Regions from separate parts of the Mus musculus genome. Here region 1 is linked to region 2. Evidence: chromatin contacts called from public Hi-C data. All regions are on one chromosome and are shown on one strand. The core of a region is the stretch at or near the end of the contact, and the rest is flanking DNA. Distances in the headings are between cores, read along the strand shown. Region 1 holds the start of Naglu (alpha-N-acetylglucosaminidase (Sanfilippo disease IIIB)). Region 2 holds the start of Rara (retinoic acid receptor, alpha).

Evidence for each region. Hi-C and Micro-C count contacts between places; a contact is called where the count stands out from the background.
Region 1: a contact with region 2 is called in a Hi-C map of B cells, with 5 read pairs. The contact joins the promoter of Naglu here to the promoter of Rara in region 2.

Annotation. Positions count from the first base shown.
Region 1 is chr11:101,068,265-101,073,407 of GRCm38.p6, forward strand. It overlaps Naglu (alpha-N-acetylglucosaminidase (Sanfilippo disease IIIB)), which reads left to right and starts at 1,830. Exons shown (of 6, transcript NM_013792.2): 1 at 1,830-2,237; 2 at 2,816-2,963; 3 at 3,632-3,778; 4 at 3,953-4,038. The coding sequence starts at 1,861.
Region 2 is chr11:98,934,123-98,939,646 of GRCm38.p6, forward strand. Rara (retinoic acid receptor, alpha) reads left to right here and starts at 3,574. Exons shown (of 9, transcript NM_009024.2): 1 at 3,574-3,757. Gm46294 reads right to left here. Exons shown (of 3, transcript XR_003949771.1): 2 at 3,802-4,080; 3 at 3,141-3,419.

The DNA.
Region 1 (5,143 bases), core at 580-3,079, 2.1 Mb after region 2:
CATGCCGTGACTGGTATGTGGAGGTCAGAGGACAACTTCTAAGGATCATTTTCCTTCCTCCTCTTCCTTCCCCTGGGTCCCAGGGACTAAATTCGGGTTGTCAGGTTTTGTGGCAAGTGCATTTGTCTGCTGAGCCATCTCACTCTGCCCCCACCACCACCACCATTTTTTTGAGGTTTGCTCTTGTTCATACTGGTCTTAAACTCCTTGGCTCAAACTACTGTCAGCACACAAGTCCATAAAGCTACCACAATTCCCCTGTTCTAAGAAAAAAAAATAGGTGTACCTATAATCACAGGAATTTGAGATTCTGGGGCAGGAAGTTTACTTTGGCTTCGAGGTCAACCCAGTCTATAGAATGAGATTTTGTCTCAAAACAACAAGAAGAAATTAGAAAATGAATTGGTAAAGGAACATCGATTTGTCTATAGTTTGGTCTGAAGTCAAAATTTCTGGTTTCTTTGAAGACTCCTTTGTGTCATGTAATGTTTTTCTAAAAACTGTCTTATGAGAGATGTTTTGGCTAAAGCAGACCCATGAAAAGATGATTTGCTAAGAATAGACACATGATGTTCTTCTAGAGACAGCCTAAAAGGGGGGGGGGTGGATATGATGTTTTACCAGAGCATATACTTGAGAAAACACATGATGTTTCTTTTAAAAAGACATAAATATAGCCCAAGGGACAGTAGACACTGCCAGATGGTGTTGGTTCACCTTGCCATTCTTTGTTGGTTATCATTTGTCATCACTTCATAGAAGGAAACGCACCAGGTAACTTCTAACAGCTTTATGACAATGGGTAAGTCTTTTTTTTTTTTTTTTTTTTTTGAACGTACTGAACACGAGTTTTCCTTTGAAATGCATTAATTTAACAGACCACCAGCTTCCAGCATCCTGGAAGCTAAGAATGTTATCTGAAGCCTGCAACTGATTCCCAGATTCACTATAACCCACTTCTGATGTCTCCACCAATCTATTCAAAAAAGTGTTTTGATATGTGCTCCATTACTATAAAAACTTCAAATTATTTCCACATTGGAACATGGAAACTGGGTTGACCTAAAACTGTTCCAGGGCCATGGTCATTCATATTGGGCTTCAGAATAAGCTCTCAGTCCTTTTGAAGCGAGAGTTGTGGGTTTTGCTGTCAATAGAGGACAATCTCGGGTGTTACCTTCTACCTTAAGATAAGGTCTCTTCCCCATCTGTCACTTTATACATCAGGGCAGCTGTCTCCAGCGCTCATCTCCCGGGAGCACTGGGATTGCAGCCTCCCAATGCTGGGACAGCTTTATGTGGATTCTGCCAATTCAAATGAATGTCCTCAGGTGCAAGCGCTTTATCCACTGAGCTATCTTCTCACCCAGAGAAATCCTTATTTGGTTTCCAGATCTTTAGCCAGAAATGACAACTGAGACTTCTCTAATATAAACAACAGTCTGATACGAAATAAAATCCAAATACACATTTATTAGATGAGGGGTTAGAATATAGCTTAGTGGTAGAGCCAAGTCTTGGCTGGCTTCAATTCTCGTCGCTTAAAAGAGTGGCTAGATATTTGGAAGGGAAGTGACTTGCGGAAGAAAGAGGGCCGAATCTGAAAGGGCTTGGGCATGCGCAGCGTCTCATCGGGCCGAGGATGTTTCATAGGGTCACGCACCCTCCAGCCACGAGCGCGGTCAGCAGACCCTGACCAGTGTCTGAGTCCGGAAACCAGGTTCTCCGGGCGGGTAGCAGGAGCCAACCTTCAGGTCACGTGGCCCGAGGTCGGCAGCCGATTGGATGCTGGCAGCCCTGCCCCGCGGGCCCGGAGCTTGGTATTGGTTGTGAGGGGGCAGCGGCCGCGCGGTTGGCATCATGGAAGCCGCGGGGCTGGCCGTGATTCTGGGGTTCCTACTCCTGGCTGGGGGCTCTGTGGGTGATGAGGCTCGGGAGGCAAAGGCCGTGCGGGAACTGGTGGTCCGGCTACTGGGACCCGGGCCGGCGGCCAATTTCTTGGTGTCCGTGGAGCGCGCGCTGGCGGACGAGTCGGGCCTGGACACCTACAGCCTGAGCGGCGGCGGCGGGGTGCCAGTGCTTGTGCGCGGCTCCACGGGCGTGGCGGCAGCCGCGGGGCTGCACCGCTACCTGCGTGACTTCTGTGGCTGTCAGGTGGCCTGGTCCAGCGCTCAGCTGCACCTGCCGTGGCCGCTGCCCGCTGTGCCCGACGGGCTGACCGAAACCACGCCCAACAGGTATTGATGCTGTGGGTCCCAGACGGCTGGGGCAGCTGCCTGCAGCCTCGGGACAGCCACCGTTGGTGAGGACCAGCACACCTAAGTCGGGGCTGCAGCTACAGACTCGCCTGGAGACTGAGAAGGAAGTGCTGGCTCGGGGATCTGTGCCTTCAAATCTTGGCTCCCCTCTAGCTGTATATTCTTGAGCCAAATCATTTAGCTTCCCAGCCCCCACTGCTGGAAATAATGACAAACTATAGGAACTGTGAGCCCTCTTCATGAGAGAGACCAATTTTGCCTTATGGCACTGACACCCTAAGACACCACAGGATGCACAGCAGGAGCTCTGGGCATGTTGAATAAAAATGAAGTTATGTATTCACAATAGCTACTAGCTAGGGAGGTCTGCGGGAAGTTCCAGCTTCACCCGAGGTGGATTTGGAATGAGCAGGAGAGGAGGCACATTGAAACCTTTGCCCACTGTCCTGTATGCGTACTGTGTTGGGGTTAGTAGCTGCCTCTGGCTGCCTCTGAAGTGTTCCAGAGGGGTGAGTGAGGCATCCCATATGTCCCCAATAATGTGCCCCTACCCGCAGGTACCGCTATTACCAGAATGTGTGCACGCACAGCTACTCCTTCGTGTGGTGGGACTGGGCCCGTTGGGAGCAAGAGATTGACTGGATGGCACTGAATGGCATCAACCTGGCTCTGGCTTGGAATGGCCAGGAGGCCATCTGGCAAAGGGTTTGTGCCAACCTGGCCCCTCACACTCTCCTGCCTGCCTTACATACACCCCTGCCCCTGGGAAACCGAGGCCTTCCAGGGTGGGACAAAGTATCTGGCAGTATATGTCTGTAATCCCAGGACTCAGGTAGAGGCAGGAAGATTCAAGATTGAGTTCCAAGGCAGGAACTCAATCAGGGCAGGTACCTGGAGGCAGGAACTGAAGCAGAGACTTTGGAGCAACACTGCTTGCTTCCTGACTTGGTCAGTCTTTCTTATATACCCAGAACCACCTGCTCAGGGATGGCACAGCCCCCAATAGGCTGAGCCCTTCCATATCAGTCACCAGTCAAGAAAGTGCCCCCACAGGATTGCCTTCAAGCCAATCGGATGGGGGTATTTTGTCAATGGAGGCTGCTTCTTCCCGGATGACCCTAGCTTAAGTAAGGATGACGGGGGGGGGGGGGGGGGGGGGGGAGCCAGAGACTCTCCGTGGTTTGAGGGAAGCCTCTTTGTGTCCCAGAGAGTCACCCATCCCACAGACATGGAGCTGTTTCCTGGACCGTGAGCTCCCTGTAGGCTGAGGTCCAGATCTGTCTTAGTAGCAGTAGTCCCCAGCTCAGAGAGGTGGTGAGCAAGAACTTGTCCAATGACGTGGTTTATAGGTAGGGGCTCTTCCTGCTCCACAGGTATACCTGGCCTTGGGCCTGACCCAGTCAGAGATCGATACGTACTTCACCGGTCCTGCCTTCCTGGCCTGGGGACGCATGGGTAACTTGCACACCTGGGATGGCCCCCTGCCCCGTTCCTGGCACCTCAGTCAAGTCTACCTGCAGGTAAAGAGTGGCTAAGGAATGGTGGAATGGGGGCTGAGTGTTCACAGAGCCAGGGATGGGTGCTTAGCTAGCCTCGGGGCTCTTGCCTGATCTATAGATCTGTGTTCCCTTCCTGAGGGAGCAAGGGACACCCCCCAGCAGAGGTCCTGTCACATTGACCTCTATCCCTCCCAGCATCGAATCCTGGACCGGATGCGCTCCTTTGGCATGATCCCAGTGCTGCCTGCCTTCGCAGGGCATGTCCCCAAGGCCATCACCAGGTGAGGTCCTCCCTCCCTGCTCAGCTCTAAGGGAAAAGGGTCGCCCTGCAGAAGGAAATGCTGAAACTCCGGATATTGGCTCGGCTTGACTCCTGCCTCTGCTGTCAGCCACTGCAGATTGCTGGATGACTCTGACTCGGTTTCCTTGCTTGTCAAATAGAATCATTGCTGGGTATGATGGCATACTCTTCTGAGCCTGGTACTTAGGAGCCTGGGGCAGGAACACTACCAGTTCCAGGCCAACCTGAGCTACATAGAGAAACCCACCCATGGGGCGGGGGCCTGCTGAAGAGATGCCTCGGCTCTTAGCACCTGCTGCTCTTGCAAAGGACCATGGTTCAGTTCCCAGCACCCACGTGGTAGTTCCCAAATCCTGAGGAGCTGATCGCCTTCCTAGCACACATCATGCATACGGTGCACAGACATAAATGCAGGCAAGCATTCATACCCAGAAAATAACAATAAATCAATCTAAAGTATTCCCAGGATTCCTACATTGTTAACATCAAATTTAGACAACTCAACAAATTTTTAAAGGTTTTCATTTATTTTATGTGTGTGAGTGTTTTGCCTGTGCATATAGGTCTGTGTACCATATTTGTGCCTGGTGCTCTCGGAGAACAGAAGAGGGCACGGGATGCCCTGATGCTGGAGTGAGAGATGGCTGTGAACTACCATGTGGTTGCTGGGAATCAAACCTGGGTCCTCTGGAAGAGCAGCCAGTGCTCTTAACTGCTGAACTCTCTCTTCAGTCCCTAACTTTAATATGTGTATGTGTGAATAATTTATATATGTTATGTATAAGTACATAACTTAATTATTTAATTAGGGAATATTTAAAGAAAAGGAATGGAAAATTACTAAGTAACAAGATGGCTCCTTTACCTGCTGTCCTGAGTGCTGCCAGGCACACAATGTTAGTGAGTAGCTGCTCTTGGTGGCCTAGGGAGTGTGCTGGTCTCTGCGCTCGTGTTTGAACTGTCTTCTCTTCTGTGGCTGGAGAGACCTTCAAGGTCTGGATGAGGCTCCTCCTCCTTCATGAAGTTCTGTCATCCAGCACCTGCAAGGACCCTTATCACCAAGCCAGTTAGGACCTGGCTCCCAC
Region 2 (5,524 bases), core at 2,324-4,823:
GAGCAATCAGTGCTCTTAACCATTGAGCCATTTCTCCAGTCTGCCAATTTCTCTTTGAGCCTTAGTTTTCTATCCTATAAACAATGGAAACAGGACTTCTGGTAGACTGAGACTTAAAAGAAGGTAATTGGGAAGTAGACCTCTTGGATAAGTGAGTTGTGAGGCTGTGGAGGAGGAAGTTGAGGCTGGTTCTAGCAGGTATCTCCCTCTTGCCTCACCCACGGTCTGGGAGAGACTGTCTTTCCCCAAGCCTACTTCAGATTCTGCGTAGTTCCTGCATGTGTCTGCTATGCACGTCTTCTCTCTCTCCCTCTGTCCCTCTTGTCTGTAGGCTGTCCTTAAACTTCTAATGCTCACTCCTGCTTCCACTTCTGGATATGCTATCCTTTGGTCATTCTGCTTTGAAACAAGGTCTTTCTCTGTAGCCATGACTACATGGTCCAAACTGGCCTTGAACTCTGGCAGTGCTCCTGCTGCAGCCTCCCGAGTGCTGGTGTTAGAGGTTACAGGTGTATGCAACCACACCTGGCTTGATGCTGGCTTTTTTGTTTTGTTTTGTTTTGTTTTGTTTTGTTTTGTTTTTGAGTTCCACAAGCTGTAACTCCTTTGAGGACTAGGAGCTGTCACTGGACAGTTATTACCTGTCTGAGGCCCACCCTGGCCTCCTCTAGTCTGATGAGGGACTCTACTTGTCTTGGGAAACCAGTGCTTCCCCCATTCCCACCCCCACAGCCTGTCTCCTGCGTGCAGGAGTGGAGGACCTAGGATAGCCCTGGGGCTCTTCTCTCCCATTAGCCTCTTGCTGTAGTCTAAGTACTCTGCTCTCCTGAAACAGGGTGCCTGGCTGAAGGGTGTGAGAACCCTGGTTTTTTTGTTTTGTTTTTTAAATGATTTATTTATTATATGTAAGTATACTGTTGCTGTCTTCAGACACTCCAGAAGAGGGCGTCAGGTTTCATTACCAATGGTTGTGAGCCACCATGTGGTTGCTGGGAATTGAACTCAGGACCTTCAGAAGAGCAGTCAGTGCTCTTACCTCTGAACCATCTCTCCAGTCCCGAGAACCCCGTTTTTGAGACCAACACAACTACTGCTGTGGACTTCTGACTCCTGGTCCCCTGCCCAGGGACCTCTTCTGATCCTGCAGTCATGCTTGGGTAGGGCTGGACTTTGGACCTGTGGTGCCCTGGGCATGAAGGAAGTGTCCCACAGTGTGTAGGCTGTGTGTCCAATCTTGAATGTGTCTGACTCCTCTGGGCAGTGGTTTGTGTGAGTATGGGTTTTCTCTTTTGTGCCCATATGGACCTCCAGCTGCATCATTTCATATGCACACTCCACTCCACTCCATGGCCTTATGTGTAGGCACCCTTTGTGTGTGTGTGTCGGGTGTGCATATATGCCTTGGAGGTGTACACAGTCACATTATGAGCATGTGTGGGGCTGGCCATTTGTCCCAGGGTGTGTGTTCAAGAAGAGTATACCCATATGCAACAAGGTAAGGCACACACCTTTAATCCTACCCTGCACCCAGAAGGCAGGGCAGGCACAGATCCCCTGAGTTCAAGGCCAGCCAGGTCTACTGAGCAAGTTCCAGTACAGTCAGGGCTACACAGAGGTTTCTGAACCCCTGTCCAAGAAGAAGAAAGAAGAAGAAAAAGAAGAAAGGAGAAGAAAGAAAGAAGGGGAAAGAAGAAGAACAAAGAAAGAAAGAAAGAAAGAAAGAAAGAAAGAAAGAAAGAAAGAAAGGAAGGAAGGAAGGAAGGAAGGAAGGAAGGAAGGAAGGAAGGAAGGAAAGAAAGAAAGAAAGAAGAAGAAAAAGTACCTGAAAAAAGTGTACCTGAATCCATATGCCCGCAGGTGTGTCTGAAGGCTGCCCATGTGGGAGGGAGGCAGTGTAACTCTGTGCATGCACCTATCTGGTAGGATCTAGGCTAGAGGAGCCTATGGAAACTAGAGGTGAACTGGCCCTAGGCTACCCTCTCAGCCAGGTAGGTTCCTCACTTGTATGGAGGCTCCTGATGATGGTGGGGCTCTGGCTGGAAGGCTTGACGGGGGCACGGGAGTGGGTGCGTGGAAGGGAATGGGTTAAGCGGCGGCCTCCACATCTGGGAGCCATTGACGCATTCTTGCCTGCTGAGCGCATGTTTGTGGATGGATCTGGACGGGACAGATCGGGGCGGGGCGGCAAGAGAGGGGCTGGGCGGGTGGTTCGCCCCGGCGGAAATCCAGACGGGAGCGGGAGACTGCGCTAGCCCAGCGGGGCGGCAAGGGTCTGGGGAAGCGCTGCACCGCTTTGCGGAGTTTTCCCTTGCGTCCGACCTCTGGACAGAGTGTCCCACGGACCTGAGCTGTGCTACCTACCTTCCAAGGCCGCCAGAGCAAAGCCACAGAGAGACAAGCAGATATTCTAGTTCTAGGCCCGGTTCAGACACCCATGCAACCGTGGACAAAATCCCATATGGGCCTCGGACCTCCTGTTCTTAGTCTGAAAATCCGGACATCGGATTAGACTGAGCGTCCCCAGGGTGGAGGCCTGGGTGTGTGGCACTTCCCTTGCCAGTGGGATGTCCTGTGGGGGGCAGTTGCCACTTCTCTGCCCGGGAACTCGGGTGAGGTAGGCACTGCATAGTGGACTCACCCTCCTCCAGTGCAGTGTTAGAGGTGGAAACCTTAACCTCCGGCTGGCCCGGAGGGGGCTTGTGACAGTTGGGAATTGAGGTCTGGAGATGGAGTGTGGTTCAGATCCTGTCCTCCTGGAACATGTATGAACTGCCCTCGGCCCTCAAGTGGGTCTTCTAGAATGGAGAGCGACTCCAGGCCGTCCAAAGAGCTGGCTTGGGGTGACCATATTTCTAGCTACTCGAAGGGATTCAGTTGAGCTAGAAATTTCCTCTAACCTACTCAAGCCGGAGAGGTGTTTGGGAAAGAAGGATGTTCTATGGAGAAGACGGTCTTCCCTTTGTACTTCGGCTTTACAGATGAGAAATACTAAGGTCCAGAGGAGCCAAGTGTTTTGCTCAAGGTCAGATAGCTTTCAGTTTCAGCTGGCCCCGGAGGATTGTGATTAGGAGAGACAGAGACTTGACAGCTGGGGCAGGAGTCAGTGCGTTCTCCATATTACACCACCTCCTTTCTTCCCAGGTTTGGTAGGTGTGTGTGATGTGTGTGTGTCTCTGTGAGTGTGGGCGTGTAGCGGGGTGGGGGGTGGGGAAAGGGAGTGTGTGTAGGATCCCGCACCCTGAGGTTCGTTCACCGCCGAGTCGTAATTTATTCTTTTCTCTGAACTTCACACCGCCCCCCCCCCCACACACACACACCCCGAATCTCTTTCTGGCGTGTTGAGGGAGGGATTCTCCCAGATTCCCACGGTCCGGCCACTAGCTGGAAGCGTCTCCTTTAAGACTCGCCCTTCCCTGGGTCTATTAAGGAGAGAGGGGCGGGTGTGAGCATGAGGACCCGCCCCCGGTTAGTGATTGGCCCGTGGCATGCAGGGGCGGGCCTGCGGCAGGGGGGCCTCCCTCCCACCCCAGCTCCATACCCTCCGCCCCCCCCAGTCTAGGGCTCCGGGTAAAGTTTCAGCCTCTGCACGTGACTCGCCATGGCCGCTGCCGTCGCCCCGCGCCCCTGAGCTGCGGCCCCCCGGACGGCTCCTCTCGGAGGACCCCACACCCCTGACGCCGGGCAGCGCCGCGGCGCCTGCTTGGGGCAGACCCTGTGCCCGCAGACACGCAGACGGGTTGCATCCCCTCGCTTCGAGGTAACCTCTCCCCTGGAACCCTGGGGAACCCTCGATTCTCTCACACTTCGGGGCCCGGTGGCCCACTCTGGATGGGAACTGCGGGCGGGGACTGGGTGCCCGGCAGTTTCGACGGGGACCTGGGGTTTCCTGGACTTCCCAGCCTGCCGCTGGCGTGTCCGGGGTTGGGGAGCCCCGTCTGCGCCGCGTCTTCGCGCGCACAGCCTTGAGGCTTCTGCGGCCGCCTGCCGCGCGTGTCCTCGGCGCTCCAGTCGTGGCGGATCTACTGCTGGGAACTCTCTTTTCTCTTCAAACCCAAACCAAACAAAAAGACTTCTTGAAACCTGTTTGGGGAGAGATCAGATGCCCAACGGACTAGCCCCCTCCTACTCTTTCTCCTGTTACCTGAGCCGCCCTGTGGTTTGGGGAGAATCAGCCAGGGGCCCACCCCCACCAGAGGGAACTGGCTGGGGGGGCGGGGCCCGCTCAGCTGGTGTCTCGGTTGGAGTGTGGGGGAGCCGTCAGAATTGGGTGCGGGAGCCAGAGCAGTTGGGTGAGACGCGCCTGAGTTTTGTGTTACTTGGGGCTTGTGGAAGCCTTTTGGGGTGAGGGAAGGACAGAATAGACTGGCCGACCTTGCTTCGCTGAGGATGTCTGGGATTTAGTGCCACCCACGAGGCTTGGAAGCTGCTAGCCAGATGTGTGTATGTTGAGGGGTGGTTGGCAGATCAGTTTAACTGTGTCTCCTTTTCTCTCTGGGCACTGCCCTGCTGTCTTACTGTTCGTGGGAAAGGGGGACAGATTCCCCAGTGTGCAAGGCTGGGGGTGGGGGCTAGCTCATATGGAAATAATTTAAAAAGCAACAACAACAACAACAAACTGAGTCTTGGGAAGTTTCTTGCCCTGCCCCTCCACTATTCATCCCGTCTTGGATAGGATGCCCAGCATGCTGGCATGGAAGGGATGGTACCCCTTGCTCCTTACCTGATGCCAGCTCCCGATGTTGCAGCCAGATGGCTACCTTCTACCTGTGGACCGTGTGCACATGTATGTGTGGATGTTTTCCAACAGAATTGCTACCCTTTGCTCTCAGTTCTGCCCTTGATCACCCCATCAGCCCGGGGATGGGACTCAGATTTGTCATCTTTTATCTTCACAAGGCAAAACTTGGGGCACGCGAGTGGGGGAGTGGCGGGGGAGGATATTATCCAGTAAGGACTCTGATGTCCTGTGAGGAAATTAGGGTTCAGACCCCCAAACTCCTCTTACTCCTCCAGGGCTTTGTATGGAGATGAAGCACGGAAGGCCCAGATTCGAGTGGGGGTGGCCTGGAGCCTTGGGGCTTCCCCTGGAGGGGTGGAGATGAGTAGGGGGAGGGAGCAAGAAGAGGTTCTGGAGTTATCTATGTAGCTCTTTCTCCTGAGGAATAGGGGGGGATGTGGAGTCACAGAGTTTGTGTCTCTGAAAGATGATGCACTGGGAGGGGTTGGCATATACATCACTGCTGCCTGGGAGGCTGGGCTGGGAAGCAGAGCGGTCAGTGGGGTCAGACTCAAGTAGGCCCTTGGGAGCCTACGATGGTGGGTGTGCAGGCACTTGGAGGGTGTGAACCTGTGGTGTATGCAGAAGACCCACACTGCAGGAGCTGGTCGCAGTTCAGTGAAGCCCCCCGGGCTGGGCCTTGCCTGCCACAGCTCTGACTCTCTCTCTCTCTCTCTCTCTCTCTCATCTGACCCTGAATGCACCTGCTGCCACTCTGGGATCCCTCTCTGGTTCACCTCCTCCTCT